Regions from separate parts of the Zea mays genome. Here region 2 is linked to region 1. The links are chromatin contacts, called in public Hi-C maps. All regions are on one chromosome and are shown on one strand. The core of a region is the stretch at or near the end of the contact, and the rest is flanking DNA. Distances in the headings are between cores, read along the strand shown. Region 1 has its middle 16 kb from the start of LOC100383070. Region 2 holds the start of LOC103646329 (hapless 8).

Region 1 (3,882 bases), core at 508-3,007:
TAAACCTCCCAATGCTTTTGGTTGACAGACAATATGCCACCTAGCCAACCTATATTTCCTTTTACTGCTTCCTCCCTGCCAAAAGAATCTGGATCGGATAGCATCCAGCTTCTTCAAGATGCCCACTGGTATCTCAAAGAACGACATCATGAACGTAGGTAGACTACTTAACACAGAATTAAGCAATATCAACCGTCCACCTGAAGATAAAAATTTGGCCTTCCATGTACTAAGCCTCTTTTCAAACCGATCAATAACACCCTGCCAGTCACTATTCCTCACATGAGACGTTTTATGAGTGGATACAAGATAAATCATTTTACCCACATCCATATATACATCCAAAACCGGCGTATCCGCTCGGCCACCCTCGCTGGAGCGAGAGCGCAGGCATCCAATTAAGCTGATAAATAATTTTATAGAGATAATATAGTTTTATCTGGATAAAACCATCTATACATAATTATTTAGTTTAAATTTGATGTGACAGCATCAAAACAATGCATGGAAACTCACCACCACTAAGAATGATCTCATACTAGCCGGTACTCCATGACGAAAAGTCGCAATCTTTTTCTTCCACGGCGAAATAAACGGACGCCTGCATTAATTGTTTGTTTATTTTTGTTCTACGGCTTCCCACTGCAGCAAGGGACGCTGTCAACTAGTCAGTCTTGGCGTCTCGCTTCTTCATCGAGTAGTACTACTACCTAGAGATGGCAACGGGTACAAACCCGCTGGGTTTTGCCGTCCCAAACCCGTACCCGTGAAAAATATCTATGCCCATTAAAAAACCCGTACCCATGACGGGTTTGAGATTTTGCCCAAACCCGTACCCATCGGGTTAACGGGTACCCATGGGTTACCCGCGAGTTTCATCTCCAATATACTTGTTCTTCTCATAATCAATAAGTATCGTAATGATTAATGATATAATGATCCAAAATCTATGTAATGAACAACGAGTTCATAATTTGATATAAAAATTATTAGTAGAGAGAATGAAATACAAATAATAAGTTGTATAATTAAGTGACCTTGCACTAAGTTATCCATCCACCACATATATAACGCTATTAAAAACTATAATAGCAAGCAAGCAACACTCTCACCGACTACTAATACATTCACCAATTAATAAAAATTATGAAGTAAATAAGGAATAACAAGTTTGCTGTTCGTTTATGAAAAATAAAATGACAATATGCACTAGGTTTGGTCGGGTTTAAAAAACCCATGGGTTCACGGGTTTGGGTACTATAGGAACAAACCCGTACCCATAAACCCGCTAGGTACAGATTTATGCCCATTAACAAACCCATGGGTATGAAAATTGACCCAAACCCGTACCCTAATGGGGTAAAAACCCATCGGGTTTCGGGTTTCGGGTACCCATTGCCATCTCTACTACTACCTATAGATGAGGAAACTGTTTGAGGACCTCATTGCCATTGCCTACAACTCAACAAGGTCAGCAGGAGCTAATGGAGACGTCCGATCGATCAGACCAGCCACCAGAGGTCCAGCGACACATCTTGCAGCAGCCGGCAGACGGCGTACTGATGAGAGGACGAAGCAGCCAATGGCCGGCGTCAAATCAGCAGGCTGTACTACGTGCCTCCCACGCGCGGTGCTCCAGTTCGACCATCTCCCAAGTCCCAATCCATGGCCGGCAGCCCAGCCGGCTCGGGCGCTCGGCTGGCCACTGCTGCTCAGGCTCAGCTCGGCGAAGGTACGAACGCCACAGTGAAGGCCTGACACAAAAGCCTGTGGGCTGCCCTGTGGCGTCGCCCCCACACCGCTGCACGGAGATCGACTACTGCACAGTAATCTGATCCCGCGGTGCCAATTATTGAGGACCTCCGTACCACTAATAATCTGTCTCACCGCTACAGGCTACTCCTATAGACTAGGGATGGAATTATATGTCTGCTGAATTACCAGTCCCTATCCGTTAATACTTTATGGAAATTTGTATCCCTATTCGTTTCTGAAATGAATATTGAATAGGTGTATTAAATTGGTTGTTTAGCATTTTTTTCTCTCTATACGACTTTAAATCCTTTATTCGATAGAAATAGGAAACATTTATTTGTATTCATACAAAAAAGAAAGTATAATAAATCTATTTAAAAAGTTTTCCATATAACTGATGACTAATTATTATTTTTAATATTACTAACGGTGTACTAAAACTATTTGGAAGAATATCTGTAAGTAACTTTTAGTATTAATTTAATGACGACGACTAATGTGTAATGAGATCTTATGTGCAAGTGTGCAAGTAAAACTCATGGTCAATTGGATTATGATCTAACCAAAGATATATCTGTTATTTGTCGCGGTTTTTCCCATAAAATCTACGTGAGCCAGTGGTGGAAAGATTTAATTATTAAATGTGATATACGGTTGGATCGCGATTCGCGATCCAACGGATCCAGAGTCTCTTGGTTGCACGCTTACATATAAGACTCGATTGCACATTAGTCGTTGCCTAATTTAATACTATTATGATGCATAAATATTAAATTACTTTTACCATTTTCCTAATTTAGTTTAAATCTAATTTTTTTGCAAATTGTTTTATTGTTTAGTTTATTTTTTCTTTATGTGAACTACAATATAATTTATCAATTTATGATAAATATTATATAAATAATGATTGCCTAATTAATATATTTAGTTGTTAAATATTTACTAATAAGCATATTAAATTTTATGAACTATTATTGTTAATATTATATGCCTATATATTTTATTCTATACTCCCTTTGTTCATAAAAGAATGTAACTCTTGTTTTTTTAGAAACCCACTGCTACCTCCATTGGATGTGATTTAACGTGCAAGTGTGGCGAAGAATCAACACGGAAGGAACACTTGATCTTTGCGAGGATCAATAGGGAGCCAACGAGGTCTAGTGGTGAGTGCTGATTCTTCAATATCGTGAGAAAATATCGTCGTGTTTCAAACTTTTTTTACCATGAGCATTTACTTCTATCCAATTAAATTCTTGTTTTTTACAATAGTGGAATTGCAATGTTTATGTTGAAAATATATAACACTTTAGACACAAAGGTGATGAGTTATTTGGTAGAATTTATTTGTTGTAAGAACTTTTAGATTAGTTTACTTTAGTCTCCTCTTGAGCATCTCGAACTTTTGAGGCCCAACAACATTTTTCTTCGATAAAGGAAGCAATGTTATTAATAAATAAGACAAGTACATCAATAAAATATGAAGTCTGAGCCAATTTCTGACTTCTATTGAACACACAAAATCACATCAAGAAAAGAAAAACATAAATAACACTCTAGTGACCTTCAGTATGAAGGCTAGATCACCACCCCATGTGCTTGGAAGAAGAAACCTTGGCTACTTGCATAAAAAGTTATGATCCCTTCGCAACCCACTCCAACAAATGCACATGTTGTAGCATAGCCCATCTTGAGAGGTAATGGGTCGCCATACGAATAACCTGTATAGAAGAAAGCACATTCTTTTTCCTTAAAAACCAAGTCATTTTTATCCAACTAAAGTGACCAGTAAATAGCAGCCGCTCCTAGCATAAACAAGGGTTTCAGTTTCCAAAAGCTAAAAATATGTTTCACACAATTAGGTTGCTCTTTTCTCGTGGTTATGTGTAATACAGTCCTTATAAAGCAAGCAAGGGGACACTCAAAGAATAAATGGTTAGTTATTTCATTCTTATGGCAGAAACAACATGTTAAATCACCTTGCAAAATTCTCTTAGCTGAATTATATTTTGTGAGCCCTACCGCATATAGTAACTACCATAGCAAAACTTTAATTTTTAGCTAGGCGTTTAGTTTCCAAAAGCTTCTGTTCAAGTTGGGGTGTTATTAAACACTAATGTGCATATA
Region 2 (3,882 bases), core at 433-2,932, 180 kb after region 1:
AACTACATCGCTTTTTAACATTTTACGCTGAGTTGATTTGGAAGAAATGTAGGGACTTTTTTAAAAAGATGACGTAGGATGACCGTTGAAACTGATGTTTTAAGTGTAGTAGAGATATAGATAAGTTTTGGGCCTTTTGGGCCGAGTTTGTTTTCGCCGCACGGTTTGAGAACTATGGATCTTTAGGCTGTCTCCAGCAAGGGCCGATAAAGCCTCCTGTCCGGTAAATGAAGCAGACACAAACGTCTAGTGCACGTCCAGCAAGGAGCGCTAAACCGTCTGCTAAAATATAGAGGAAGCACGACGTCCGGTAAATCTAGAGTTTCTCTGTCCATCTGCTATCCATCCGAGCGGAGCGAGTGACAGTCGGGGAGTAGCTGCCGCATGGGTTGTCCTCATCTCCGATGAACACGCTATAGATGGAGCTTGGCTGCGACAACAAACATCAGGTTGCCATGGGACGAGCATCAGCGTGGAGGACCTCGGCTGCCACCGCACACCGGAGCTCGATCGGGGAGGAAGATCAGCACAGAGGAGCGGAGGCCTTTGCTACCACTACGGAGCTCCGTCGAAGAGGAAGAAGACAAGCGCGGACGACCTCGGCTACGACGACAGGAAATCTGGTCATGGAGGAGCCACAGCGCGGAGGTAGTCAGATGCAATGGCGCGGAGGCCCTCAACCACCACCACGCTCCGGAGATCGACCGACGAGGAGGAGAACCATGGTGAAGGAGCTTGGCTGCCATGGCGCGGAGGTCGGCCGGCGATGGTCAACAATATGGAGGAAGGTTTGCGATGCGTCGCGGAGCCACTTGAAGACGAAAACTGCTGTTTTTCTACCGTGCGAATAGGAGGGTGAGGTAGAGTTGCAAACTATATTTATTAATACGAATTGAAAAAACAAATTGGAATATGTAAACATCTCTAAATTTTATAAAAAATATTGTTTTGAAAATTTATAAGAAAAATATAGACGTGTAATATATAGAGTAATATATAGAGAACAAAATTTAGAGGATATTGTTGTAGCTGGAGAAGATATAGAGAATAGAATCTTTTAGAGTGTGCTGTAAAGGACAGAGAATATTTATTTAAGGAATGAAATTTAGTGGAAGTTGCTGCAGACAGCCTTAGCATTGAAATATCAACAACTGACAAATTTAGGTGATTCTAAGATGATTTTGTATTTTCAATAGTAAAAACAAGTAGCTCCTAGCGTCGCATTATGTTTGCAATTAAAACCAGAAGATATACTGTTGTATTTTTTTTTTCTAATTTAAATAAGTTAGTCCTGGTTTTTTAGAGAGTAAAATAGATCCCCTATTTCTATAAACATTAATCACGTTGAAACCAGATAGATGGCAAATTTATGCACTACTATCGATGGTTCCGTTGTCAAAGAATGTTGATTCTTAAATATAAGTTTGTGGTAAAAAAATAAAACTGAATAATTGTGGTCGATTAAAAATAGATTCGTCCGAATGGGCAAAATATGCCTACGTGAGCGAGTACCTGCTTGGAAGAAATAGACAAGCCATCGGTGGCATTCTTGGAGTATTCGTTAAGGAGGGGACCAAAGGTTGGCGCTTCACCCCATACAATCAACAAGACAACAAAAGAGAGAGAGAAAGCACTCGAGCAGCGTCGAAAAAAATAATAATATAGTTGGTGTAGGATAGGACAGGGCCGCAGAAAAAAACCACTCATTTTCCTGCCTCAGCGCTCCCCTCTCTCTCTCACAGGTCCGGGGCTCCTTTTCTTTTCTCGCTCCAAAAGCAAATACTACACGCGCTCTCTCTCGAGCTGCTGCTGTTAATGGTACAGCCAGCCAGCCCCGCCTTTGGCTGGCTTGGTGGAGAACCAGATGCCTTTGATGTGTGAGTGGTTGGTGTTTCCTTCTCTCTCCTTTAATTTTTTTTCCCGGCTAGGCAGGCAGCGTGGGACTAGGAGAGAGAAAGTGGTGGTGGGAAGCCAACAAAGAAAATCGGCAGCCATTTCTTCCCCTTTTGCCTTGCCTCGCTCCTCCTCCCTCACCTCTCCCCCCCGTCTGCTTCCAGTCCCCAGAAATCAAAACCTCCACCACCACAGAGCTCCGAGACCCTCACCCTCCTCCCCGTCTGCTCGCTGCGTGGATCTACCGGCAGGATGCTCTCTCCATCGCGCGCGCCGCCCGGGGAGCGCCTGTGAAGAAGGAACGGAAGGTGAGAGAACTGCCGGTGTTCTTCCTCCGAGTTCGTGCGTGCGGTGTGGTTTCCGTGGGCGGTTCTCGATTTTTTGCTTGACTTGAATCCGCGCGGTTTTTCCTTGCTCTTGCGCGTCGCTCCCCCTTACCAGATTCGTCGCTGGAACTGGAAGATTGGCGTCTGCAGACTGGATCTCTCTCTCTTCGGGCGGAGCTGGGATTCCTCGTGCTTCTCTCGCTGCCTGTGACCGCTAGATCTCCGCTGCTTTTCGTGCTTGCTTGTTTTGTTCTTGGCTACGGCCAAAGATTCTCGATCCCTTGCATCTGCTTTCTGCAGATTTGGTACGGATTACGGCCCCCCCGTTCTCGAACTCCTTCCTCTACGTGCTCCCATGGCTCCTCGTCCTTACAGAAATCCCCGATTAGGCCAGTGATGAAGCGACGGGAAAATCGTTTCTTTTTTCTTGATTTCTCGCCAAATCTTAGTTATTAAGCTCCCTTTCCTCTTTTCTTCTTTTGCTATTTATTTCCCCATCAAGAAAGCACTACCATACAAGCTACCCTCCAGTGCTTGGCAACTGTTCATGTCTCCTTCACTGCTCTTCCCTTACTGCAAATCCTTTGCGAGAGCTGCATGATCCGTGTAGGCTTCCCCTTAATCTGCTCAAAGACTCGCTCGCTCGTCCACCTTGCCCCGGGATGATATTTCATGTGCTCTGTGCTACTTCGAGAGCAGCCCCCTCCGCGTGTCTCCTCTCCTCTCTGGCATCCATACCTCACTTGCTGCATCTATCAGCATAAAATCATGCCATTGGATTCCCAAAGAACAGCTGGTTTGGTTGGACATGAAATAATATGTGCCTTGCTTTCTCTCTGCAGGTGCCTGATGAGATAGTGGACGGACAAGGAAGTGAAGTTTCTTGTTCTATCCACCTGTTGAACTTACCAACTTGGTATGCTGGAGTGCAAGAATAAGAGCAGGCCCAATCGCTTCACAGCTATTGGGTTCTCGGTGCCGACTGTAGCAGCCGCAGATCTGGAGGGAGCAGCGAAGGCGTTCATCAGATGTTATCCAGTGAGCACCCTTCAGGCCCCTCATGTTCCTCCAAGTCTGGTGGCCCGGGTGTGAGCGCTGATCCGGCGACGTCCGCGGCGGAGCAGCCAGCGTGCCAGGATCCCAGAGATCTGATCCAATCGTATCCCAAGTTCTCCATAAGGTGAAAGATATATGTGTATATCCTCTTTGATTCAATACCTTTGGAGAGAGATTATTTTTCGGTGTTTAAGTTCTTGATGCTGGATCTCTGTCTTTCTGATGCGTCGATTAATTATTGGCTGCTGCTTTGAGGGATCGGATTGGGTATGAATGGTTGCTTTCAGGGTTAATCCGTGTTATTGTCCGGGGGTGTTTAATTAGTTTAATTTTCTGCTGATTAATATAAAGGTGGCCTTTTTTTCCACCCCAGAATCTGAAAATAAAAGGATGCTCCTCTCATTAATCTTTGTCCACTGCCTACTATTGGTTTTCTTTTCCATATACGTGGTGGTTCTGCGATAAACAGGCAGGCGACATATTTTTGGAGATTTCAGTTTTGATATGACAGCATGTTCAGTTGGTCCACGTTGATGTTGTTTTTTCTCTCTTCTTTTCAACCTATTGTGGAGGGTTTGAATCTTATACAGTTTGGCAACACTATACA

What was found. A called contact is a pair of places that touch in the nucleus more often than the background predicts.
Region 2: a contact with region 1 is called in a Hi-C map of seedling, with 10 times the contacts expected there. The contact joins the promoter of LOC103646329 here to the enhancer-like site in region 1. A contact is called at or near these places in 11 of 25 Hi-C or Micro-C datasets (bundle sheath, ear, endosperm and 2 more) and 2 of 3 datasets of contacts at active chromatin or transcription factors (leaf and seedling).

What each region holds. Positions count from the first base shown.
Region 1 is chr2:40,386,829-40,390,710 of Zm-B73-REFERENCE-NAM-5.0, forward strand. No RefSeq gene overlaps it. Among protein-coding and RNA genes, the nearest start is that of LOC100383070, 16 kb to the left of the region's middle. Within about 2 kb of position 1,758, at least 15 of the 20 cell types and tissues checked have an H3K27ac peak or open chromatin away from gene starts, as enhancers often do. A contact at or near this core is called in ear, leaf and seedling, where this site is marked.
Region 2 is chr2:40,564,168-40,568,049 of Zm-B73-REFERENCE-NAM-5.0, forward strand. It overlaps LOC103646329 (hapless 8), which reads left to right and starts at 1,683. Exons shown (of 4, transcript XM_008671062.3): 1 at 1,683-2,201; 2 at 3,062-3,399. The coding sequence starts at 3,248.